Regions from separate parts of the Mus musculus genome. Here all the other regions are linked to region 4. The links are chromatin contacts, called in public Hi-C, HiChIP or PLAC-seq and promoter capture Hi-C maps. All regions are on one chromosome and are shown on one strand. Each heading gives the region's core, a stretch centred on a gene start, on an enhancer-like site or on the middle of the called end of the contact. The rest is flanking DNA. Distances are from core to core; before and after follow the strand shown. Region 1 overlaps Cacna1d (calcium channel, voltage-dependent, L type, alpha 1D subunit). Region 2 overlaps Cacna1d (calcium channel, voltage-dependent, L type, alpha 1D subunit). Region 3 overlaps Chdh (choline dehydrogenase). Region 4 holds the start of Dcp1a (decapping mRNA 1A). Region 5 overlaps Cacna1d (calcium channel, voltage-dependent, L type, alpha 1D subunit). Region 6 overlaps Cacna1d (calcium channel, voltage-dependent, L type, alpha 1D subunit). Region 7 overlaps Cacna1d (calcium channel, voltage-dependent, L type, alpha 1D subunit).

Region 1 (3,133 bases), core at 418-2,917, 280 kb before region 4:
TCACAAACACCCCTTAGTCTTAGGAAACTGGTTATTATTTATCTTATAGTTCCTGCACCCTGTCTTTCTCTTTCCCCTAACACTTCTTTGCTTGGCCTCGTGGACTACAGCTCAGTTTCAGCTGAGACTCCTGTGGACCTCAAGGCCCAGGTGCAGGGCTCTCCTCTCTCCAGTTCTCAACTAGTTCTCTCCCTTCCCATTTTGTGTTACTCAGGTCTCCTGGAGTTTTATCTCTTAAACTTGGTAAGACTGCCATATTGGCTCTGTTCCCTCTTCCTGTGCTGTTCTAGTTGGGCAAAATGTTCCAGCAGAGAAAAAGCTAAGGTGACATGGGGACATAAGAAGTGAAGCTATGTATCTCCATTCTCTAGTCTAATAAAAGTCCAGTGGCAGGAAAGCACAAGACTCTCCCAGAACAAAGAGACATCTGCGGCTCCAGTTTGCCAGCCCGTGACAGGTGTTCCAAACAAGAGGAGGCTTCTGCCTTAACGCCTATCTGCCACCTATTCATTTTGGATACATTATTTCTGCAATACACACATAGGTGCCAATGTACAATGGGAGGTTTTATAAAAGCTAGCTTTCTTCCTGGTAAGTATAACCATCCAGTGGGCCACCACTTTGGGCCTTCCTTATTTTCATTCCCCGGGGTAAAAGGACACCCCACCAAACGTAAGCTACTCTCCAAACAGACAGAAAAAGTCATCTCCAATGAAAAACCAGTGCAATCAGGATACAGATAATCCAGAAGATAACCAAGCTGCAAGTTACCTGCAAACAGCAACTGAATAAAGCCACAAAGAGGAAGGCAGAGAGATGGTTTTAAAAGCTCTCTCCAAACTGGAGAGAGGACTCAGCAGTGAAGAGCACCTGCTACTCTGACAGAGGACTTGGGTTTGATTCCCTGCACCCTCACAGTGACTCAAAATCATGGTATTCCAGTTTGAGGGATCTGACACCCTCTGCTGGATCCCATGGAGGCTAGACATGCATGAAGTACCCAGACATATGTGCAGGTGAAATAATCACATACATAAAGTAAAAACAAATACATCTTTTAAGAGCTCTCTTGATGGAAATAAGAGAGTATTCCTAATTTTAGGGGTAACTTACAGAACAGCCCAGGTAAGGAGTCCCAAAACAGGGCTACATCTTGTCTCCCTTGGTGGATGTTTGCTCCAAAGACCTGATTTGTGTTTCCTCTGCTGGCAACAACTCAGGGTGTGGAAGGAATGGGGCAACACAGACCTCTATTTTTCATTGTAACATACTCCTTTAACTAAATCTACCAGCGTCTTCCTCTCACAAGAGGGTATTAAAAGAACACCTGCTTCTCTGCATTTTCCAGTTTATTTTATTTTATGCCAGATATGTGACATTATTCAGACGCTTGTTTTGTTATTTAAAATGGGAAAGTGGCATGCCAAGGTTTCTCCCACAACTCAGCATAAAAACATAATAGCTCTGCTCAAGGGATGTTAAACAGCAGCGCACCGCACAGCAAGAAAGGCTCTCTCGTATGATACACATGGTTTTAACTAGCAGGGTGCTAGCTTTTAGGAGCTGCATTCACCTGACTCCACCCACCAGCCAGGCAGGTCTATTTGTGGAGACTTGAGGCCCTGTGAGGTGAATCATCTCTCATTAGCGGCTGAGACTTCCTCTAACAGCCTGTCACTGACTTCCCCAAGCACACCAATCATGAGAGCTCTTCACCCAGGCCTCTGCCCAGGGATTGACAGCAGCCCTGTCAGCATTAAAAGAACCCCTGCTAGATCCTGATGCCATCACGGGCATAAGAATAACCACCTCCCCCAAGAAGGCTTGTGTTCCCTTTACCATCCAGCCCTCACCTCCATTCCCAGATAAACGTTTTTCCCAAACCAAGGACTTACCCTACAATTACTATAACAAAATCCAGTAAATTCCATCCATTCCTAACGTAAGCATTAGGATGCAGCAACAGTCCATACGCTATAATCTTCAGAAATGTCTCCACTGTAAAAATAATCAGGAAGGCATATTCTACTTTTTCCTGTAAAGAGAAAGGAACACACCAAGGGTGGAGAAAGAAAGAATCAATGATCAGAATCAATAGCTCAGAGACAGAAGCACCCCCCCCCCACCACGCACAGACATGATAACAGACAATGTTATCATGAGAACTAGAATCACTACCCTGCATGTGGACCAGGAAAACATTTCAATTTTGATGCTGAATTTCTCATAAGCAGCTAAGTGTTAAGTACTGTCATTCCAGGCTGCATTACTGCATTTTGCCACCTGCCCTGATGCATGAGCAGTGAGCCTGCCTGGGACATCATGGGCATGTTTTCTATTTGCACACATTTGCACAACACAGCATGTTTTCTCCAAGATTGCCAGATCAGGCCCAGAAAAGCACCAGGATGAAACAAGCATTCTGACAGTGGTTTCTGCACAGAACACACCGTCTGGGAGAACAGATGCATAATGGACTTTACCCTTATTTTTTTTTCTTGGGTTTTCCTCTGACATCTTATTCTGATCTGACTGCCCTCAGCACAGAGAAGAGGGCAGGGATCTCAGATGCCTAATACTGGCCTGTCTCCTCTTCCTGGCTGGCACCAGTGATGGACTCCCTCCTAACCAGCCTCCTGGAGATACAGCTCCGCCTTTATCTCAGTTCCCATGTCTGCTCCCATCTGATTGCCACATCCATCTGCAGCATTGCCTGATGGCTAGAACCTCTCCAACTCCAACCCACATTACCCCCCAAGCAAGGATGCCCCAGTCAACAGGTCTAAACACATAGGCTCTTTCTATAAATTTGATAGAAACTCAATGGACAGGGCCATGAGTATCCAACCAGCATTCTCTGGCTTTAATTTACTTAACAAAACAAAACAAAATCTCAAGAATGAGAACTTTTCTCTGTGGGCTCTAGAGTCCTCAGCTACTATCATCCTTAGGGTAGACTAATGGACTTCACTTACTAACATGGCTACTACAGAAGGCTATAGTAACTATGGCTCAGGAAACAGTGAGCTTTTCCTCCATATGCCAGGTACCCCAGAAGGAACCAGCATTTAAAAACTTCCCAACTCCAGTCCCATCCTTGCAAAGAATGGCCTGGAAGGGTTCACAGGAGTTT
Region 2 (3,191 bases), core at 37-2,536, 320 kb before region 4:
TCCCATGCCTATGTCCCTGTGCTAGAATTGCAGGCCCATGTTACCATGCCCAGGTCTCTGCTCTGAACTCGTTACAGTAACCACGGTGGCTAGTGTGGCACTGGGTAAATACAGCTCCTCTGTGTGGGCACTCAAACATTACTCATCAGATAAAGGAAAAGCCATTCTTTTTTAAATAGGAGAGAAGGGGAGAGAATTAAGAGGAGTCGAATAAGACACTACTTTGTCTTGTCTGTTGTTTGAACCTAACTAGATGGCACAGACTTTTTACGGGTCAGTCAGTCGCTCAGCACTGCCTCCAGACAAAGTCACCGTGTTCCAGAAAACTAAAGAAAAGGGAGACAGTACATAGCTTCCCATAGTTCATCTGGATGCCCAAACCCACATTCTGCCAGCACCGCAGGTTCATATCTCAGCTGTTTCTCAAAGAGACAGCTATGATTTGCATGGCTTCCCTCCTCCCAACCCCCTTCTTCTTCAGAAAAAGAATCCTCTTAACGAAAATGTGTCTTTGAGGCGTTTAGGGCAAATAACTTACCCAGACCCTCTCAACGTTCTGCCTTGTGTGCTGGGCCCTACGCACGCTGTCTCACACGGGCAAGGTGCCGAAATAAAATCAAAACCCCAAGAAGAAGCAGGTACTGAACTGTAACAAGAAGTTGCACATATGGTAGACATGCTATCTTTGTATAGATACCAAGCTGCCCTACAGAGCCGATACCTGAGGCATGGAAGCAATCTTACTAGCCTATATAAGAACACTGAGCAGAAGGAAAGGATCTGGCAGAAGATGGCAGTAACATCTTAGAGACTGTCATTAATATGTTTCTTACAAGAAGTCGAGTTATTAAACTCATAAACATTCTTTTCATTGTAGGCAACAGTGATGGCCACCAGCAGGATGAGGAACGCATGAAAATTATGGCTTTAATTTCAACTATTAAGGTATCACCAGCTTTGAGAAGAGCTGAGTCTGTGCATAAAATCACTGTAATGAATTCTACTCCCCTAGGACTTGAGACCAACACACTCCACGGTCGCCTCTGCAGTATCATTGCCCTCGACAACCTTCTGCCTTCTGAGCTGCGTAACAAGATGAGCACAGGTGGGGAGGAGATTGCTGACGGTCTGCTTTGGACACAGTTTGCCACGGGCAAGATGGATGCCCAGGAGGGCACATGAGGCCAGCGGAGCCTGCCAGGTCCTCAGAGGCCTCTGCTCAGTGCTATCAAAGACAGTGTGGTCAGGAGCAGATGATAGCCACAGCTGACAAGTGAGTGCTCTACTGAATCTGTTTCTAGAGCCTGGCTGCTGTCCACTGCTGTTGCCAAGGAAACAAGCGTCAGCTTGAAGGAACAAGCATCAGCGAAAACTTTCTCTTACCTCGTTTCCACTGATCCAACAGCCATTTCTATGGAAACAGCAGCTGCCAGCCAGCAGCAGAGAGGTCACGCTTACTTGTTGATGTCAGGTGTGGCTACCAGCCTGCGCACTTCTGGGACTTTGGTACGTGCAGCTCTTGGGGTTTCTCTGTCAGCTACGCAACAAGAAAGCTTAATGTCCAGAGTAGATATATATGCATGTTTAGCTTGGTTCTTTATTAGAAAAGAGAAATTGGGTATTTTTCTCTTTAAAGTCAGATTGTGGCTTAATTTCATACTTTACCAAAGCTAAACCAAAGAGCATCCCTAGAGGACTGTGGCTCTTTTCAGTACCCCAACCTCAGCATCAATTCCACTCATAACATGACCCCAAAGTCCAAGAAGGACACCCAGTTATGAGGACAGGCTTTCCAGACAGCCTCATTCAACTCGAGTGAAATTATGCAATATTTTGGAGTCTTTTGCTTAAAGTGACCCTCAGAGGTGTCTCTGAGATTCTGGGAGCTCAGAGAGTAATTCCATACAGAAGAAAACACCTAAGTGTAAGAGGGTTCTGTAAGGAGCTCTCCACCATCCTCTTCTCTCAGGCAAGCTCTCTCTATGTAGCCCTGTTTGCCATGTTAACACACTACGTAGACCAAGTTGGTCTTGAACCCTTATGGAGATCTGCCTACCTCTGCCTCCTGAGTGCTGATATTAAAGGTGTAAGCTACCATTCCTGGGAAAGGCTAGACTTCCATTTGCCAAAAGGGTTTTGTTGTTCAAGCCATGGGTTCTCATTACCTCAGCACATTATATTTCTGTTTTCCAAGATGGGCTAATGGCAGCTCAGGACCTGGGTGCTATACCTCTTAACTCTGCATACAGTCTGACTGCTTTTCTATGATGCGAATATGTCAGAGGTGTAGATACAGGAATGTAGAAATCCTGCTGTTCACTATTTATCAATAGGTTTTGGTAGTAAGATATAAACTATCATGAAACATGTAGAATGACTATTCCCATGGCATATGTCTTCACTTAGAAAATACCCGAAAATGTGGTGTTTTGCCCCATAAACCAGTATCCAAGAAGGCAGCAGAGATTTCCTAGCTCATAATGCCATGACTATAACTGGACCAAGGACCGACTCCCCATGCTGTAAGCCTGACTCTATTCTGCAAAATTCTGACAAAGTGTGGTCTTAAGTCTCTCCAGGGACGTTACCACCTTCCCGCCCCACTTTCTCTGTAACCATCCATCTTTATTTCGGAAGCTGAGGCTTCACAAAAGCAGCCATGCTTCATCTCTGTCTGGGTCTGGTGTTTTATGTCTTCAGAATGGAGTCTAGGAAGTAAGTTTCAGAAAGACAAATTGTTTTGAAAATTGCCTCTGCTTTTTTTTTTTTTTTAATACAATGCTTTGCTTTACCCTGTTTGCCCCCAAACTCTTCAAGTTAAGATAAAGGGGCCCGGTTGATGGTCAATCTCCATTGTCAACTTGACTGGACTTGGATTGCTCCAAAGGCATAACTCTGTGACAGTTTTCCCAGAAAAGTTTAACTGAGGAGAAAAGATCCATCCTGAATGAAGGTCACGCCACCCTGTGTGTGAGCTCGGGTCACAGACTGGGTACAAAAGGGAAAGGCAAGCTGAGTGCAGCGTTCGAATCTTTCTGCTTCCTGACACAGTTGCAATGAGAGTGCCTCATGGTCACTGACAAACCTTCCCCATCACCACGGACTGTATCCCCTAAAACCACGAGCCTAGGCAAACTTTCCTCGTTAATGGCGCCTCTACCATGTATTTTGTCACAGCAAACCGAGACGAA
Region 3 (2,926 bases), core at 390-2,889, 450 kb before region 4:
TCTGGTTTACCAGTTTTTAGCTTTGTGTTTAGTTTTTGCCTTTGGCGCTCTATTTTAGGAAGTCATTGTCAGCCACCCCACACACACATTGGGCTTTCCTATTGTGCTCTTGAATTTTATTTTTTATTTTTTATTTATTTTTTTAATATGCTTTGTGTTTTAGACTTGGGTTTGGGATCCATTTTGAACTTTGAAGCTATGTCCAAGTCTAGCTTCTCTTGTGTGTTTCAGTGGCTCTGGTACCCTCTGTTGAAAAGGCCATTTCTGCTCCATCCCACTGCTTTGTTGGCCTATTTACATGACTTAGCTTCTGAGCTCTGCCCTGCTCTGTTGATGGCTGCCTGTTTCTTTGACGGTGGTTCCAGCAAGCCTGGAGATTGAATAATGCCAGCCCTATAACTTAATATTCTTTGAACATTGCATTGGCTTTTTTGAGGTCTTTTGTGTCTGCATATAAATTTTGGATCAGGTTATTAATACTTACAAATCTTGCTGGGGTACTTAAAGGGATTGCACTGATTCATAAGTTAAATGGTAAAGAATAAAGACAGAATTGAATCTCCCTACCCACAAATAAAGAATATCACCCCGTGTAGCTAGGTTTTCTTTGGTGATTTTCTGTAGGGTTTGGTAGATGTCCAACTGCAAAGGTGTTTTGATTTATTCCTTCTCACTGGGCACATTCAATTCAGTGGAACTGTGTCTCCCCTTCAGTGGCCCATGCTCCCTGCTGGCATTTCGGAGTGTGACTGATACTCGCACCTTGACTCTGTCTCCCGAGGTCCCCCTGGAGCTGCTTGTTAGGTCCAGGGACCTTTTTGGTCAGTTTTTTTTTTTTTTTCAGATTTCCTACACAGATGATCTTGTTGGCCAGAAGCATTCATGTCCAACCCCCATGCCTTTTGAGTTTCCTCCATTTGACTGTTAAGTTAAGCTGCAATGTCCAATGTGATGTTAGAATCGATTTGCCTTGCTCCTGGTTTTGGTGGGAAAGTGTCTGCATTCCTTGCCACGACAGAGGTTTTGTAGATAACCTTTATCATGTTGGGCAGCAGAAAGGTACTTTAAAAAATTTTTTGCCCAATGCTTTCTCTGTACCTCTTATTTCTTCACCTCATGATAATTTTCTTTGTTTCTTCCTCCCTTTCTTTTATTTTCCATTTTTTTTCCAGACAGAGTCTCACTATGTTCAACCTGGAATTTGCTATGTGAACAAGACTGATTTTGAATTCACAGAGATCCACTCGCCTCTGCCTCAAAAGTACTGGGATTAGAGGTGATTGGCAGTTTTAATAGTGTTTCAGAACAACAACAACAACAGAAATCACATAACTACTTATATGTTTTAAATCTGGTAGAAGGCATAAGAAAGAGGTTGTCAACAGGGAAAATAAGTTTTTTTTCTATATGCCTAAATAGATCGCCTAAAATATCTGCAAAGTTCAACCTAGTGGTAGTAGTGTTGTTTTTTTACTTGAAATGACAATTTGCAAAAATGGAAAATTAAGAGACTTTCTATTATTGTTGTTGTTGTTGTTATTATTATTAGAGAGATGATAGAGTGTAAGTTGGCCTGGCTAGAGATACTCAGTGAGAAAAATGGAGCCCTCTGACTCTCAGGCAGGTGTCCCTGTGCCCTCCCCACTGGGTGGCGCTGCTGTGCTCGCCTCACTGGGTGCTCACTGGGTGCTCTCTCTTCCATGTGCACTTCTCTTTTCTTATTCTTTTTTTTCTTTTTTCAAGTCTATCCAGTCTCTTTGAAGCTTTTGTTTGGTTGTCAGTGACTTTAAGAAGCCAACATTGGGGTTTTCTTTACCATCACTGGCAACACAGTCCTGCAGTAGATCCCTTGCAGTCGAGTGTCTCTCCAGTACACTTCATTTCAGTGCATGGACACCGTCTCTCATCTCTGCTATTAGCTCCAAGGGGTGCCTCGATGGCCCTGAGACCTCAGGAGGAAGTGAACTTGAATTGATTCCAGGAAGACCAAGCAAGGGGCAGTCTCCCTCTGTGCAGGCGTGACCCCACTTGACATTTAATACACCTCACATTTTGAACCTGAGTACCGATGCGCCAATGGGCTGATTTCTGATCTTTGTGTCATCTTTGGTTTATTGTTCTCCTGGAGTTCTTTTCTGTCACTCATATTTGTATTCTGTATCTTCTCCCATTCCTTCTCTCTCTTTGCCTTCTTTAACTCCTGGTGGGGTGGCATGCGTGACCTTCAGGCCACTCCTCACCAGCTCCTTCCCTGTAAGCAGTCTTCCAGCACAAGGTGCTTGCTCTCTGAGGTAGTACCGCCTGAATCTGTTTCCTTTTGTCATGTGATCTTTTCTCTTCTGCCATCCACACTTTCTTGATATTGGATTTGGACGCAGGAAGAAAGTCCTTTTCTGCACATGAAATGCGTGAATGCTTATCCTATTTTGGAGTCTGAGGTAGGGAGACCAGCCTGTAGGTCTCGGAGGGAATGTACACAAACCCAGAGCCCCATGAACTGATTTTCACATGTGAAATGTTTCACACGATGAACACCCGGGGACCAAACTGCTTGAATGTGGTACATAAGTTTGTTTGTTTATTTTTATGTAGAACTAGAATCAAAACTCTAAAAACATTTTAAATTTATTTGTGTGTGTGTGTGTTTGTGTGATATGCAAGTGTAACACAGAATGTTGTGGCATGTGTGTGGAGGTCAGAGGACAGTTGGTGGGGAAATAGTTCTCTCCTAGCATGTGGCCTCCAAGGTCTGAATACAGGCCATCATCCTGGAGAGCAGGTAATTATTACCTTCTGAACCTGCTGCTACAAACTATCTGGATTTGAGTTCTAAAATTTAGTTGAGAGATTTTTCTTGTCTGGCCACCTTCCCCTCCTACCCCCAGCTGTACTGGCCCTCTGTGAGACCCATCCCAGGATGCTTATT
Region 4 (3,394 bases), core at 378-2,877:
AGAGCATGGATAATGAACAAAGACAGGAGAGAGGGGAAGAGGACGAAGGGGAAGGAAACAAAGAGGAGGGGAGGAAGGGAATGAGAGATATTTGGGGAGGAGGGAATAAAGGACTGCCTCTGGATGTCGAGGCAGAAGTGGCCCACAGGCAAACGGCAGTTAATAAAGGTAAAAGGGGAAACCCCACAGTAGGATGTGTTTAATTTTAATTGGGCACATTAATTAGGTGAACTAAAGGGGGCTTTTGATTGCTGGACTTCAATACTTTTATAGCTGGACTTTGGTAGTCGGCCTCAGGAGAAAGAAGTGGCTAAATTAGGGACTAGACCTTGGTGGCTAGTGTTAGGAATAAAATCTAACAGTTTTTAGCAAGGCAGAGGGAAAAGGGGAGAAGAGCAAGGTCTGCCAGAACCTTGCCTGCCATGCTGGAACTGGTAGTGAGGTTCCTTCACTACCTTTCCTGGCTCAGATGGCAATAAGGACGCCACCCTCTGGAATTCAAAGAGAGACATCTATCATGGGGCTGTTTGCTTGCGTTTAGTTTCTCCTAGAGCCAAAAGAGTTGGAAGCTCGGAGCTGGCAACCACTCAATAAGATCAGTGAGTGTGTACAGAAGTGAAGGGTGAATAACCGATAGGCGGCTGTTCCAGCTTTTGTAGTTGCTTCACACGCGGTTCTGTCAAGAATGTAAAGTTTGCCCTTCCATTAGTATGTAAAACCACAAGCAACACAAATATGTGGGGGTACTTTGAGAAAATGTAAAGTTTATCCTTTCAAAAATGTTCATTTGTGCTGAGATGTCTTCAATAAAGAGAAACGATGGTTTTTAAAGCAACTCAATGAAAACAGCCTGAGCACTTTGCTTTACCTCTTAGTACTTCCTGATCCCTTAAAATGCCCAATAAATGTTTTCTTTTTAAAAGAGATCTACTTACTATTTTAAATAATAGACGTCTCTATAGAACAATAGAAATATTTATCTGGGACCCAGATGAGGAAAAAGACGAGCAAAAGAGGGTAGGCCAAGTCTATTGTAGTTCCAGGCAGGCTAGTTTGGCTGCTTTGAAACATTTCTTTCAAAAGTTACCAAACTGTTAAGAGTGAAGGTGCACTCTGAGGTCAGAAGTGACGGACAGCTCCCCTTCCTCATTTGGACTGAGTTTTCTTTTTTCTTTTTTTAAAGATTTATTTATTTTATGTATATGAGTACACTGTAGCTGTACAGATGGTTGTGAGCCACCATGTGGTTGCTGGGATTTGAACTCAGGACCTTTCGGAAGAGCAGTCAGTGCTCTTAAACGCTGAGCCATCTCTCCAGCCAGGTCTGAGTTTTCTAAATGGTACGTGGAGACCTCATGTCCTCAGCAGCAAGCATTTCGATTCTGCGCCGGAACCCGAGTTAGGGACTGCGCTGGGGTGCAGCCTCCCCGGCAGGAGTCAGGTTCATTCAGGGAACCGGTTCACACCCCGCCAGGTGAGAGAGGTCTCCGGACTATCAGCTCACGGCTCCACCGCGCAGGCGCGGGGGCCTGTCTCTTCCGGCAGACGCGGCCCGAAGAAAATCGGAACCAGGGCTCCTGGCGCACAGGAGCAGCGGATGAGATTAGCTGAAGTACCACGCTCGGCAAGGCTGGGCCGGTAGGCGGAAGTGGAGGGCTGACTGAGCTGGGGGAACTTTGCCTGGATGGCACTTTCCTGTTCCACAGTCCGCCCCCGCCGGAGGGGCTCGGCTCTGAGATCCAAGATGGAGTTGTTGAGTCGAGCTGAGCAAGAGATGAGTCTGGCGGCCTTGAAACAACACGACCCCTATATCACCAGCATCGCAGACCTCACGGGCCAGGTCGCCCTGTACACTTTCTGCCCCAAAGCCAACCAGTGGGTGAGTGAGGCCCGGCCGGGGACAAGGCCAGCCTGGCCGCTGCCGCCTCTTAAAGGGACCGCGCAGACAGCTGAGGATTGGGGGTGGGGGAGAGAAGCAGGAGCCCAGGACCGCAAAGGCGAGGCCGGGACCTCTCCCAAAACCGGGTCCGGAGCCAAAGAGGTGACCGGGGCACGCGGAATTGAAAGAATGTAGCGGAAGGAGTAGACCAGAGACAGAGCAGGGAAATCGGATGGAGGAGAGAAACGAGGCAGGATCAGTCTTTTTGGGTCGGTTCTCGGGGCTTGAGGTTGCATTGGTAAAATATGAGACAAGTTAATTTTAACAAGTGAGTGAAAGCCTGTGTTTGAAGACTTTGAGGACTCTTAGATACATGTACTTGATGGAAGAGTCCGCTCCTCTTTCCCTGCCGACCTAAATGTGATGGTTTGGATTTGAAGCTTTAAAAATCAGCTTCAGGAGTTAGACCAGCTTTAGTCGAACTACTCTGTATCTCTGGAATTTGAGGAAAATTTTCAAGGCTACTTCAGTAAGAACTGGATTCCTTGGAGACGTTTGCAAGAAAAAGAGACCAGTGCTAGGACCTTTGATGGCTCCCTTCTTTTGGGATTGTGTGAGTGGCATAGAGTTGCAGAAGTTACTTTGTCTACTCGCAGATTCTAGTTAACCTCAACTCGAAGCACCTGTGTACACGGCCCCTTTTCTTGTGCTCCGTTTTTCCTCATTCACTCATTGGGCTATACAGAGGTTCGGTTTTAGAACATTAAAGCTCAACACCTGCGCTGAAAACCCGAGTTAACGCTGTTGCAGCAAAAGAAAGAATACTAATGTTCGATTTTCTTGTTTATTTCTTGTAGTACAGGAACTCAAACCCAAGACCCCCTGATAGCAGGCAGGCACTGTTCCTCTACCACTGGGCTATATACCCACCCCGAGTTACAATTTCTTAGTCACATTTTCAGTTGTTTATTTTAAAACCCTACCAAATTTGCCTAAGGCAGAGAATGGTTTCTATCCATGATTCTTAACAAAGTTCTGAAAATAATAAATTGTGTTTGGTAACCGCAAAATGTGTAACTTGTGAAAATATTCCTAAATCCTCCAGAAATGAAACAAAGGATCTTATAAGAAAATTTCCCAAGGGTAGGGATTTAGCTCAATGGTGCACAGCTGTGCATCATGAGCCCCAGGCTCTGAGTTCAACCCTGGTATCAGGGTTGAAGAAAGTTCTATTCTTTTTCTATAAACTTCCATAGACTGCTTAAGTTTGTTTTGTTTTTTTATTTTGGTTTGGTTTTTCTTTTTTTAAGTTGCAGTACACAATACCTTGACTGTAAATATTAAGATACCTAATTGAAAGGTTTTTGTGTTTACAAAGATAAAACTGGGGCTGGAGAAGTGGCTCAGTAGTAGCTACGAGCATTTGCTGCTCTTCCTGAGGACCTGGCTCAGTTTTCCAGCATCCCCATGCTGGTTTATATCCATCTGTAACTCTAGTCCAAAGAGATCCAATGC
Region 5 (2,964 bases), core at 237-2,736, 420 kb before region 4:
AGGGCCGTTTACAGAAGACAGTCGTGGAGGGCTGGGTCCCTGGGCAGAGAGCACTTTCCTGGCCTTTCTTCTCAGCGCCACACAGAAGTTGAGTAGCTTTGAGAAGGACTGAGATAAAGAGCAGTGCTCACACCTGAGACACTGTGGTGGGACAGATGCTTGGAAAAGGGAAAGGGAGGGAGCAAGGGAAGAGGGGAGGGAAGGAGAGAGGAGGTGAGCAGAGTGGGGCTAAGCCGAGCTAGAACCCCTGGTGTCAAAATACTCAAAGCTGGTCATCTGCAAACATCGGTGGTGACAAAGGTTAATTCAAAATGTAAGGTTGTCCAGAGACTTCTCAAGCGGCCCTTTATAACAACAGCTGCATCCGCAAGAACATCTGGTTCATTAGGTGGTTCTGCAAAAAGGCTGGTTTGTTCCGAACCCTTCTGTGATTGGACACCAGCAGGTCCTTCTGTTTCATGAATTGTAGGGACAAAGGTCAAGCTAGGGAATCGAAGCTTTATGGGTCTTACCTAGGAATGTTAGGCAAAGGAACCTTAGTTCCTGGGAGAGGGGACAAACACACATTCCCAACTAAAAATGGCATGAAGCTTAAGCATGGTACCCCACACTTATTATGTAACCACAGAAGGTGGTAAAGACAGTCTTCTAGCATACATATCAATGTACAGGAAGGGAAAGAGGCATATCCCAGCATATCCCAGGGTCCCAAACAGTTCATGGCGTGCCAAAAAAAGCTACTTCCTGCTGCCCTTCTAACCACAAATACACTCGTGTTTTTGGAAGTTTGTTCTCTCTCTCTCTCTCTCTCTCTCTCTCTCTCTCTCTCTCTCTCTCTCTCTCTCTCTCTCTCTCTCTCTCAGATTCTTATGTCCAGCACATTTTCTAGGTCTGCAACAGGCCCACCTCTATTCCTCAGAAATACCATGAAGGCAGCTCCAGGGGTGTGTTGGTAGAAGGTCTTACTCAGTTCAGCTGCGGGCATGTGGAGTACGGCCATACATACCCACTCATTCAGTCTCTAGAGTGCAATTCTCAAGACACAAGAAGAGTGGTGAGAGTCCCTTGTCTGACTTTTCGAGAGAGGTCTATTACGTATTTGAGATTCGGATAAGACACAATGCTTGAAACCCCTGCTTCTGTTTCCATAAAATAAACATGGGTTATATTCATTCTCTTTGACACTCCCAGGTACACTGTGCACATCAACGCAGATGGATTCTCAAGACATAGGGCCAGGAACATTTGCCAGTTTAAATAACAGTCTTGCTCTCATTTAACTGACTGGACTAGGTATCATTAAAAGAAATAGAAAACTATTTATTTGGATAATTTTTAACATCATCCTTCGTTGATGAGTTGACATTTCACTGAAATACACATGTAACAGTTGCATAATGAAAACAGAAACTGTCTCCAGCACACCTTCAGAGTTACACGAGATTAGGATTTCGTTGACAGGAATGGGGAGTAAACAGACAGGACAGAAGGTTCGTTTGCAACATAAATCATGGAGAGGGTTGACAGGTGGCTTGGGGTACCACTTCCCCAAACAGATAATGACAACATATTTATTAAAGAGACAGGAGGAGAGAAGGCAACACTCTTCCCAGATGTGAAAGCAGAGGGTTTTGAACTCATGATCCTAGTTCGCAAAGCGCACCTGGTAAGAGTGGGGCTGACTCGCTCTCTTGCGTGGGACCTGGGGGCAGGGGACCGACACACAGGTTCCCAGCTAGAATTGAAATGGAGCATAAGCACAGCACCCTGAATTTATTACATATCACAAAACACGAGAATGAAAATTATTCTAGCACACATATCAAGCTAAAAGGTAGCTTAGGCTGTTCCAAACCCCCAGAGGCACAGAATCCAGTGTTCCAGAATACAGACAACTATCTTAAACCCTCAGAGAAATTACTTACAACACTAAAAAAAAAAAGTATTTTTCTTGAAGAAAACATTACAGTCAGTAAAATTTTCTAGTCTTTCATATTTTATATATCTATCTCTATCAGCAAAAATATTGTTTTAATTTGAAATGTGGTCATTAGCACTTAATCCACACATAGCCATATAAAGTCATTCCATTAACATCACAGTAGAGTTATAGTTTTGAATAAACACAGAATTGCTATAAAATATAAACATTATTGACTTGTTTTAAGATGTCCAATCTTACAAAATATTAAACAGGATTAAGCCTAGTTTCTGGTTGACTTTAAAATGCTAGCTGTTATCATAAATATTTGTTTAAAAAAAGAAATGTTGGCATTTTGCCTGTAGACTGCTCCTTTAAGTTTTAGACACCATTTAATTGGAATTTTATAGATATTTACTCTACTTAATGATTAAGTCACCAAAAATATATTCTCTCTCAACATCTCTGAAGCAACAGCATAAAGTGACGCTCTGCTGTGGAGCAGAAATGCCCATTTCCCTTCCTGGCTCACCCTCAGGGTGGGGTGCTGTCTGTCTGGATGCATTTGAAAAGCATTTGCTGCCTGCTTCCCCAGACTAGCTCCCTGTGTCAGGCCAGCCATCTGCCAACTCTCACTCCACAGCATGCATACACAAACACCCAGAGACCCACCCCAGACCTACGCTGTAGCAGTGGAGGACAGAGAGGCAAGTCTCCAGGCGGCCCTGGGAGAGACCCTCCATCTTCACGGAGTGGGTGCCAGGGCTTCAGACTCCTGCCAAAGAACGTTACCGTGGCACAGCCTGCTCCTCAACCCAGACACGCCTCATTTAACCAAAGCTGGCTCTATGCAGTCACCTCACTATTGACAAGTTCTGGTTAATTTTAGGGGGGAGGGGCAGGACTTGGCCCACACTCAATTACAAAGAACAGTTTTAGACTAGCTGTTAGAAGATGGGAGATTAAATCCTGAAAGAATGAACAGGCTTGTCTATGTGCCGTCCCCCGCCTCCTCTGCACATGGGCACACCCCTTATTCTACC
Region 6 (3,345 bases), core at 179-2,678, 370 kb before region 4:
CCCAGTATCTGCAAGGCACAACACACAGCAGTCAGCCCAAGGATGCCAGATTCATGCCCAAGAGCAGAACCGCCAGCTTCTGTCCAGAGGCCCTTCTCCAGGCAGGACAACCTGCTGCTCCCATGGGAAGGCTGAGACACTCAGAAGGACCCCTCTCGCCCACCCATAGCTCGTCTTTGCAACCACCAAGGAATGTTGGGGAGCCTGGCTTCCTTTACCCACTTCGGCTGACTGGCTTCCCAGGCTCCTATTGTGACCCAAAGGGACTTGTTTCTGAAAGTCTTGTGTTAATAAACTTCCCTCTGCATGGGCTCCCAGTGGGTTGTAGCACCTGATAAATGAGACTCACACACCTTTGGCAGTTTTGAACTTGAATGAAATGCTCTGCTATCTAGCTGTGCCTCATATTGGTGAAGAAATACAATGTCAGTGAAGGAGTCAAGGGTGCCAACCAAGCACAAGGCCCCGGGGATCTATTCCCAGCACCATATGGCTACTGTTTTTAATTATAAAAAGCATAAGTAAAAATGCTAATTGCATCAAATGAAGTCAGAAAATTTCACGTGTTCCTGTCCACCCCGGACAATGTAATCATCAAGTAATGTCCTGAACCCACCCACATATGCTGGGATGGCTCAGTCTGTGACCATGATTTGTACTTAGTGTCTTCCTCCTGCCACGCTCTGTAAACTCTGCTTTCTTTCAAGGCTGACTCTGGCCTTTCTGGGTCCATGCAAAGACTATACTGACGTAGCATTCCAATTTTTAGTATAGGCTGCTCTATTGGCATTCCTGAAAATGTCACCTATTATCTATAAAATCTTCTGAGCTCCTGACGCAAGGTTCTTGATTTTTTTTAGAGCCACTAAGACTCAGAATCAGGGCAAGTGGGCCAGGAACAAGAAGTCCAACCACCGCAACAAGCTTACTCATAGTGTGCTGAGGACCCCATGACTCTCAACTGGAAAGATATCAGGCAAAACTGCCAGTACACAAGCTTGTCCTGGGTGCTGATCTCATGGATATGTGTGCTGTGGCTTTATTGCATCTGTCTGTCTATCTATCTACCTATTGTCTGTGACACATGCATATGCCACAGTATATGTATAAAGGTCAGAGGACAACTTTTAGCTATCAGTTCTTTTCTTCTACCATCTGAGTCCCGGGAAGTGATCTCAGGTGGCCAGGCATGGTGACAAGTGCCCTTTGCTACTGACCTGTCTTAGCAGCCCATCTATGGTTTTGAAAGAACTGAAGATATTGGTGTTGGAAGGACTGTAGAGACCATTTGGCCTAGGGCAGGGACATCTGCTCAGGCCACAAAGCCAGTCACAGGCAAAGAGGTTGGTGGGTGTAGTCCAGAGTCTGAGGGCTTTGTTATCTCCTTTATAGGAGTCACCGCTGGAGCATGCAATACCTCTCCTCCACAGAAGGGGGAGCTGTGCGTCTCTTCCATGGAAGTAGGGGAGCTCTCCTCAGAGGTAACCCTGTCCCAAACTTCCCATTTCTGCACTACTAGGCAATGCTAGAGCAGCTTTGCCTAACTGTGTATTTTCTAGTCAACTATCAGCCCCCTGCCCCCACCTTTCCCTCATCCTCTCTTCCCACACTGAAAGTACCTGGCAGCCACACTAATGTGGTACCCAGGGGCCAATCCCAGTTCTTAGACTTAAGTACTTTCTTCATGTGGCCTCTACTCCCCTTGTCACTAGAAACTCAGCTATTGCTAAAATGAAACTCTGTAGTGTTATAACAGCAGCACACACCCGAAAGACAAGGAAAACCAAGGAACTGAATACTGGGAAAGAGACGATGACACACTTAACCTGCACTAGCCCCTGCCCTGTGACATCATGATTAGTCTCTAAACACCCTCCTGCCCTGTGCTCCATTTTTATGATGGAGCTCAAGGACAGAGGGGTGTGTGTCCACTCCGTTTAAATGCTAAATGAAGATGGCTTGGGGGATCTCAAATCAAAGCTGAGTCTGTGAGGATGGCCTGAGGCAGGCTCACTGCCTTCATCTTTATAGGGATGCTCCCTGAGCCACTGGGAAATGTCCCTTCCGTATTCTCCTGAGAGCATCCTTTCATCACCAATAGGTTTGCCAGGAACTGGAATGGGGAGCTATAACGTGAAGGCGTGGTTACTGAGACAAAGCCTGGCACTGAGCTGCTGGCATAAGAGGTAGGCTGTGCTTATGCTGCCTCTCCCGGGCAGTACCTCGGCAGCATCAGACACTGCCTTTCAAGATCCAGATGCGATGGCCAACGGGCCCATGGCTGTCTGAACGAGTCTTTGGCCTTTGCTCAGTGCTGAGTTAGATGAACTGCTAGGGAAGAGATCCTGAAGCAAAGACTAATGTAGAAACAAGTATCTTCTAACACAGATACATCAGTGCCAAGCCCTATCCCTGTTTTGCTGTGGATGTCTGTATCTGAGTCAGCTGCTGGGTGGAGACTTTCAGGGGACAACGTGTTCCTATCTGCAAGTATAACATAGTATCATTAATAGTCTCAGATATTGGTGATCTTTTGCAACATATTCATACTCAAAATAGCTCCATTGGGAGACAAAATCAAATCCAACAATAGCAACAAATACACTGACTTCTCCAGCATTAGCTTCCTTTGAATTTTACATTTTTGGGGGAGAAGGGGAATTGGTTTTTAAAGGCTCTGGGCAGCCTGATAGGGAAAATTGAATGAGAAGTGTATCCTTAAGCTATGACGCTGGGTGAATAATCAAAGATGTAACTACCGCCTGTTGCCCCTTTCAACTTGGTCTCACGTCTTCTCCCTGATCTGTGTCTCTCACCAGTGGGGTAGCTGCGCAGCTTTAGGTAAATTCACATAAGAGAGGGCTTTCACTAGCCAAGGTCAGAGTTCCTGAACCTACTCAGGGTGGTTTCAAGTTTATCTCCTCCCCTTAGGACTCTAATGAGCTATCAGTGTGCCTCTAGTAAGGAACGGGAAACCCCATAGTAAGAAGAAAGGAATGAAGAAGTCCCTGAAGACACGAGCAATATTATAGAGGCTTCTTTGTAATCGAGCATCTCCACTCACTTCGTCCAGAGAAAGCAACCCCTGGCACCACACACAGCGAGCACAGGAAGCTCTAGTCCAAGCCTCCCACACTTGGGCCTGCTGTCTGGATGGTGCCTGACACAGGCAGGCTGGGGCTGACCCCCAGGGTGGTCCCACCCTCATCTCCTCTCTCAGAGGCTTACCGTGTTGCGGAATGAGTGGCTACGGATGGGGTCCTCTGCAGCCAGGGCAGCGCTGCTCAGCATGATGAAGACCAGGATAAGGTTGGTGAAGATGTGGTGGTTAATGAGCTTGTGGCA
Region 7 (3,379 bases), core at 92-2,591, 340 kb before region 4:
CACGCTGCTACTGAGGTGAGTGGCCCCCAGGAGGGGTTACCTCTCTTGACAGAGGCCCCAAGGCACTCATCAGCATGTTGTAAATACTAAACCCAAGCAGGTCGGCTTCATCCTTGGCCTATATTGGTGTGCAAGCTTTACAGAGTTCTTCCTTCTCGAGCTTTTAGGGCCCTGTGAGCCAAATGCTTTCCATCTGACTATCCCCTGATGCCTTTCCTCTTCAGGCCTTCTGAGGAGGCTAGGATTCTAACACAGACAACCCCACTTAACCTCTGAGCTCAGCATTCTCACACTGCAACAAAACCATGCCGTGTATCTCTCTTCTGGGTGAGCGGCTGGCGCGCAGCTGGCTATCTGCCTCTGCAGTCCATGTCTTCTCAAAGATTTTTTCCTCTTTCTGACTGGGGTCCATCTTGGTGTCAGCACTAAGCTGTCCATGCCAAGGTATCCAAGCAAAGCGTGCACTGCCTCCCAGCTACAGCAGTGACCCACAGACAGCTGGGCAAGCTGTTCTTGGTATACACATCTCTATGTTAATGATCCTGGATGCTTTGTCAAGTGGTTGGGGACGGGGTAAGGGTGCGGTCAACAGTATTTAGGACAAAACTTTATATTTAACTTTATACTTCCCAAATAAGGCTATTCTCATTGAAGAGAACTGAGTGCCCCCAGATGGCTTTTGTTCTGTTTTTGGTTGGTTTTTTTTTTTGGGGGGGGGCTACCTCCCTTACTCTTGAAGCTGAGATTACTAGCTTTAGCATGGCCTTGGGTAAATGAGCCAGCGACGCCCAAGAAGCAATTTGAAACATGTAGCCTGGAAAAAAAAATCAGCCAAATAACATTATTGGAATTTCTAAACAGTTTAAACTTAAAAGCATCATTCAAGGAAAAGCATTTCCAAGCGTGTCTTCCAGGCTAAGAATATTCACACTGAATCAAACGAGCTCCCTCAGTTGGCTCAGAGGCTTCTTCATAGGCACAGTGCAAACGGAAAGGTGCCATCTCAGTGATGCCACACGTTTGAGGGAAAAGGCCAAAAGACCAAGCATGACCAAGCATCAGAGAAACCAAGCGATTAAAACATAGGCACTTTCCACACAGCGCATGCAGCTCACGCAATGCCTATGCACAGGGAGAGGAAACCAGAAACGTCAGGCAAGGAGCCTCCACAGAGCAAGAACACCTCAGCAAGTTACCGTGATCTTTAGCCCTGCGTTGTCGAAAGCAGCAAAACTTCCTTTTCTTCTTATCCTCTCTTAGCAGATCAGCCACCGTGACCCCTTCAGGTTGAACACAGGCAATTCCATTACCAGACAGTAGAGGGCAGCAAGAGCAATACAAACAGGGCAGCCTAGCAGGCAGGCAGGCAGGCAAGCAGGCGGGCAGAAAGGGCAGCAACAGCTGGTCCAGTGTGGAACAGCGGAGGCCTGAGGCATGTCGGCATGTCTCCAATCCACTTTTGCCACCCACTCCTCCTAGCTAGGAATCTATAGCTCAGGATCTGAAGGGTTGAGGGCATTTGTCAACCTGTCCCAGAGAACCTATTCTGAATGCGCAATCTACTATCTAGTTTGTGACACAGGTCTCCTATGTTTGTCCTTGCATCTAAGAAAGTGCTTAAGGAAAGTGCCCTTCAGGGAGTCAGAGGCTCTGGGTATGAATTGGGAGTGTGATGCCAATCAGGACTGGTCTCTGGGGCAGGGCAGGTGGCAGTGAAGAAGGTGGGCTCTGGACTCTGACAACTGTACCTCCCACTGCTGTATGAACATGGATTGGTTACCTAGTGTTGCTTACTCGTGAGATATTAGCAAGGACTGGGCCATTGCTAATGAGTTGCTGGAGAAGAAGTAAATGAGAACCAAGGTAAGAGAAGCGATGTGCTTCACTCCAGCGACACATGACCACCCATAACTGTTAGCATCCTTGTTACTAAAGCCCCTAATGGTCATCGGGTCACAAGGGAGACAGTCACAGACTCTCTGACATCTAGCAGTGCTGCATTTCTGAACTCGTGCCAAGCCATCCAGCTAACCTCTAAAGTAGAGTCTACATGTGCATGCTCAGAAATGGGAGTGCACAGGCAGTATAGGGGGCCATATTGGGGCCTGCAAAAGCATAGGAACACGGGCCTACACCTTAGTGGGACTACTGCATTTCTACAAAGGGCATGCTCTCTCCACACTGCAAGTTCCCCCTCCCCAACCTAACCCTGAAGAACATGGCACAAATGTTCCAATACCCATGAGTTGGAACATAGCCCATGAACAAAGCTGTGTGAGATCTCTGAGACCTTGTGAGAAAACTCTAAGTAACTAAGACAAGAGGTCTTATAACCTCGGTGCAACAGGATGTGGGTTGTTTTTGGAATGCGCTTATGTCCCCTTCCTGGGTGTAGTAGTGAATAGGAGTGAGCTCACTTCAGACTATTCATTACAACTGGCTATTGTTACTTGTTTACTCCTCCAAGGAAAAGCATGGTTTTGCCATGTGTGTCTTGTCCTCCTGACTGTACACTTTTCTCAGGTGACTCTTGTTAACCCCCAGAGTATAAACTGTCTGATGCTCTGAATAAAGCTGGCTATTGCATGGGACTTTACTCCACCTTGTTTTTTTAGGCCCCACTCTCCCAGGTTCACGCTGCTACCCTGAGCGCCAACAGTGGTGGGTTCCAACTCCAGTGCAGCGCTTCACGACTGCGCAGCCTCGGGAGGCTATGTAAGGCTGGCACACTCTGATTTCCTCATCCATCAAGTTCCTGTCTCATAGAGCAGTGTGAAGAATAAGAACTCATGTGCCCATAGCCCCAGGAACAGCATCTGATACACACGAAATGCCAGATAAATGCTAATTGCCGCCCCATGACCTTTGAGTAAATAAATACCAGACTGCTTAAGCTTGTGATGAAAGCCACACGGCATGTGCTGATTTAATCGTCCCAGGGGAGAGCAGGCCAGGGCAGATGACAGTGGGCACTGCATCCAACCTCTGACCCCAGGGCTGGCCCTCCCATCAGTCTCCCCAGTCATAGCACTGCCAGCTGCTCCTCCAGAGAGGGTAGGTGACCTGGACTCATATTTATCGTGAGCCACCTACCTACTGCTGCTGTTTCTTCTATGGTTTTTGGTAGAATATTTTCATTTCTAAACTTCTTTGGGATACTTTGTGATTAAAAAGCTGTCTTATAAATTAAAAGAAAAAAAAGAAATGTGATTTTCTTTTTCTTTTCTTTTCTTTTTTTTTTTTTTTTGTTTGTTTTATTTGAGATAGAATTTTACACATCCTGGAGCCTGGTCTCCAAGGGTAACCTTGAACTTTGTATCACACTGTCTCTTCTTCTCCAGTGCTGAGATTATGGCATACCATGTCCAGTTTATAAGGA

What was found. Promoter capture Hi-C pulls out the DNA fragments that hold promoters and counts their contacts. A called contact is a pair of places that touch in the nucleus more often than the background predicts. HiChIP or PLAC-seq counts read pairs in DNA pulled down with a chosen protein or histone mark.
Region 1: a contact with region 4 is called in an H3K4me3 HiChIP or PLAC-seq map of bone marrow-derived macrophages, with 8 times the contacts expected there. The contact joins the enhancer-like site here to the promoter of Dcp1a in region 4. A contact is called at or near these places in 18 of 39 promoter capture datasets (the 3T3-L1 cell line, 3T3-L1-derived adipocytes, the C10 cell line and 10 more), 4 of 484 Hi-C or Micro-C datasets (bone marrow-derived macrophages, embryonic stem cells and immediate neuronal precursor), 17 of 115 datasets of contacts at active chromatin or transcription factors (acute myeloid leukemia, bone marrow-derived macrophages, craniofacial prominence and 9 more) and 2 of 9 other capture datasets (adipose tissue and pancreatic islet).
Region 2: a contact with region 4 is called in an H3K4me3 HiChIP or PLAC-seq map of forebrain, with 4 times the contacts expected there. The contact joins the enhancer-like site here to the promoter of Dcp1a in region 4. A contact is called at or near these places in 13 of 39 promoter capture datasets (3T3-L1-derived adipocytes, the C10 cell line, the HPC-7 cell line and 10 more), 3 of 484 Hi-C or Micro-C datasets (bone marrow-derived macrophages, embryonic stem cells and nephron progenitors), 14 of 115 datasets of contacts at active chromatin or transcription factors (the NIH/3T3 cell line, bone marrow-derived dendritic cells, bone marrow-derived macrophages and 11 more) and 4 of 9 other capture datasets (adipose tissue, liver, macrophages and 1 more).
Region 3: a contact with region 4 is called in an H3K4me3 HiChIP or PLAC-seq map of the SCID.adh cell line, with 15 read pairs. The contact joins the enhancer-like site here to the promoter of Dcp1a in region 4. A contact is called at or near these places in 17 of 39 promoter capture datasets (the 3T3-L1 cell line, 3T3-L1-derived adipocytes, the C10 cell line and 10 more), 1 of 15 datasets of contacts at CTCF or cohesin (embryonic stem cells), 10 of 484 Hi-C or Micro-C datasets (B cells, CD4 T cells, the CH12 cell line and 6 more), 21 of 115 datasets of contacts at active chromatin or transcription factors (DN3 thymocytes, the SCID.adh cell line, T-cell acute lymphoblastic leukemia and 12 more) and 4 of 9 other capture datasets (adipose tissue, liver, macrophages and 1 more).
Region 5: a contact with region 4 is called in a promoter capture Hi-C map of the HPC-7 cell line, with 6 times the contacts expected there. The contact joins the enhancer-like site here to the promoter of Dcp1a in region 4. A contact is called at or near these places in 18 of 39 promoter capture datasets (the 3T3-L1 cell line, 3T3-L1-derived adipocytes, the C10 cell line and 11 more), 4 of 484 Hi-C or Micro-C datasets (bone marrow-derived macrophages, cortical neurons, liver and 1 more), 18 of 115 datasets of contacts at active chromatin or transcription factors (bone marrow-derived macrophages, craniofacial prominence, embryonic basal ganglia and 10 more) and 5 of 9 other capture datasets (adipose tissue, embryonic stem cells, liver and 2 more).
Region 6: an H3K4me3 HiChIP or PLAC-seq map of bone marrow-derived macrophages shows a contact between it and region 4, with 6 times the contacts expected there. The contact joins the enhancer-like site here to the promoter of Dcp1a in region 4. A contact is called at or near these places in 19 of 39 promoter capture datasets (the 3T3-L1 cell line, 3T3-L1-derived adipocytes, the C10 cell line and 13 more), 1 of 15 datasets of contacts at CTCF or cohesin (pro-B cells), 1 of 484 Hi-C or Micro-C datasets (bone marrow-derived macrophages), 26 of 115 datasets of contacts at active chromatin or transcription factors (the 230-238 cell line, DN3 thymocytes, the NIH/3T3 cell line and 19 more) and 5 of 9 other capture datasets (adipose tissue, embryonic stem cells, liver and 2 more).
Region 7: a contact with region 4 is called in a Hi-C map of stem cell-derived neural stem cells, with 2.8 times the contacts expected there. The contact joins the enhancer-like site here to the promoter of Dcp1a in region 4. A contact is called at or near these places in 29 of 39 promoter capture datasets (the 3T3-L1 cell line, 3T3-L1-derived adipocytes, the C10 cell line and 17 more), 4 of 15 datasets of contacts at CTCF or cohesin (the NIH/3T3 cell line, large pre-B cells, pro-B cells and 1 more), 14 of 484 Hi-C or Micro-C datasets (B cells, bone marrow-derived macrophages, cortical neurons and 8 more), 43 of 115 datasets of contacts at active chromatin or transcription factors (the 230-238 cell line, CD4 T cells, the NIH/3T3 cell line and 30 more) and 5 of 9 other capture datasets (adipose tissue, embryonic stem cells, liver and 2 more).

The regions. Positions count from the first base shown.
Region 1 is chr14:30,194,829-30,197,961 of GRCm38.p6, forward strand. It overlaps Cacna1d (calcium channel, voltage-dependent, L type, alpha 1D subunit), which reads right to left. Exons shown (of 47, transcript NM_001083616.2): 4 at 1,896-2,035. Among named protein-coding and RNA genes, the nearest start is that of Gm52107, 28 kb to the right of the region's middle. Within about 2 kb of position 1,668, at least 72 of the 459 cell types and tissues checked have an H3K27ac peak or open chromatin away from gene starts, as enhancers often do. A contact at or near this core is called in bone marrow-derived macrophages, forebrain, hippocampal neurons and 3 more, where this site is marked.
Region 2 is chr14:30,163,200-30,166,390 of GRCm38.p6, forward strand. The region is part of intron 8 of Cacna1d (calcium channel, voltage-dependent, L type, alpha 1D subunit); the gene reads right to left. Among named protein-coding and RNA genes, the nearest start is that of Gm52107, 59 kb to the right of the region's middle. Within about 2 kb of position 1,287, at least 33 of the 459 cell types and tissues checked have an H3K27ac peak or open chromatin away from gene starts, as enhancers often do. A contact at or near this core is called in forebrain, neural stem cells and pancreatic islet, where this site is marked.
Region 3 is chr14:30,025,927-30,028,852 of GRCm38.p6, forward strand. All of the region lies in intron 1 of Chdh (choline dehydrogenase), which reads left to right. It also overlaps the pseudogene Gm18760. Among named protein-coding and RNA genes, the nearest start is that of Gm35449, 6.3 kb to the left of the region's middle. Within about 2 kb of position 1,640, at least 7 of the 459 cell types and tissues checked have an H3K27ac peak or open chromatin away from gene starts, as enhancers often do. A contact at or near this core is called in the SCID.adh cell line, where this site is marked.
Region 4 is chr14:30,477,938-30,481,331 of GRCm38.p6, forward strand. Dcp1a (decapping mRNA 1A) reads left to right here and starts at 1,628. Exons shown (of 10, transcript NM_133761.3): 1 at 1,628-1,879. The coding sequence starts at 1,685. It also overlaps a transcript of Cacna1d not described here.
Region 5 is chr14:30,053,630-30,056,593 of GRCm38.p6, forward strand. All of the region lies in intron 39 of Cacna1d (calcium channel, voltage-dependent, L type, alpha 1D subunit), which reads right to left. Among named protein-coding and RNA genes, the nearest start is that of Gm52106, 18 kb to the right of the region's middle. Within about 2 kb of position 1,487, at least 33 of the 459 cell types and tissues checked have an H3K27ac peak or open chromatin away from gene starts, as enhancers often do. A contact at or near this core is called in the HPC-7 cell line, cortical neurons, embryonic brain and 2 more, where this site is marked.
Region 6 is chr14:30,107,838-30,111,182 of GRCm38.p6, forward strand. Cacna1d (calcium channel, voltage-dependent, L type, alpha 1D subunit) reads right to left here. Exons shown (of 47, transcript NM_001083616.2): 20 at 3,229-3,345; 21 at 1-8. Among named protein-coding and RNA genes, the nearest start is that of Gm52106, 37 kb to the left of the region's middle. Within about 2 kb of position 1,429, at least 6 of the 459 cell types and tissues checked have an H3K27ac peak or open chromatin away from gene starts, as enhancers often do. A contact at or near this core is called in bone marrow-derived macrophages, where this site is marked.
Region 7 is chr14:30,135,845-30,139,223 of GRCm38.p6, forward strand. The region is part of intron 9 of Cacna1d (calcium channel, voltage-dependent, L type, alpha 1D subunit); the gene reads right to left. Among named protein-coding and RNA genes, the nearest start is that of Gm52106, 65 kb to the left of the region's middle. Within about 2 kb of position 1,342, at least 44 of the 459 cell types and tissues checked have an H3K27ac peak or open chromatin away from gene starts, as enhancers often do. A contact at or near this core is called in B cells, the SCID.adh cell line, T-cell acute lymphoblastic leukemia and 7 more, where this site is marked.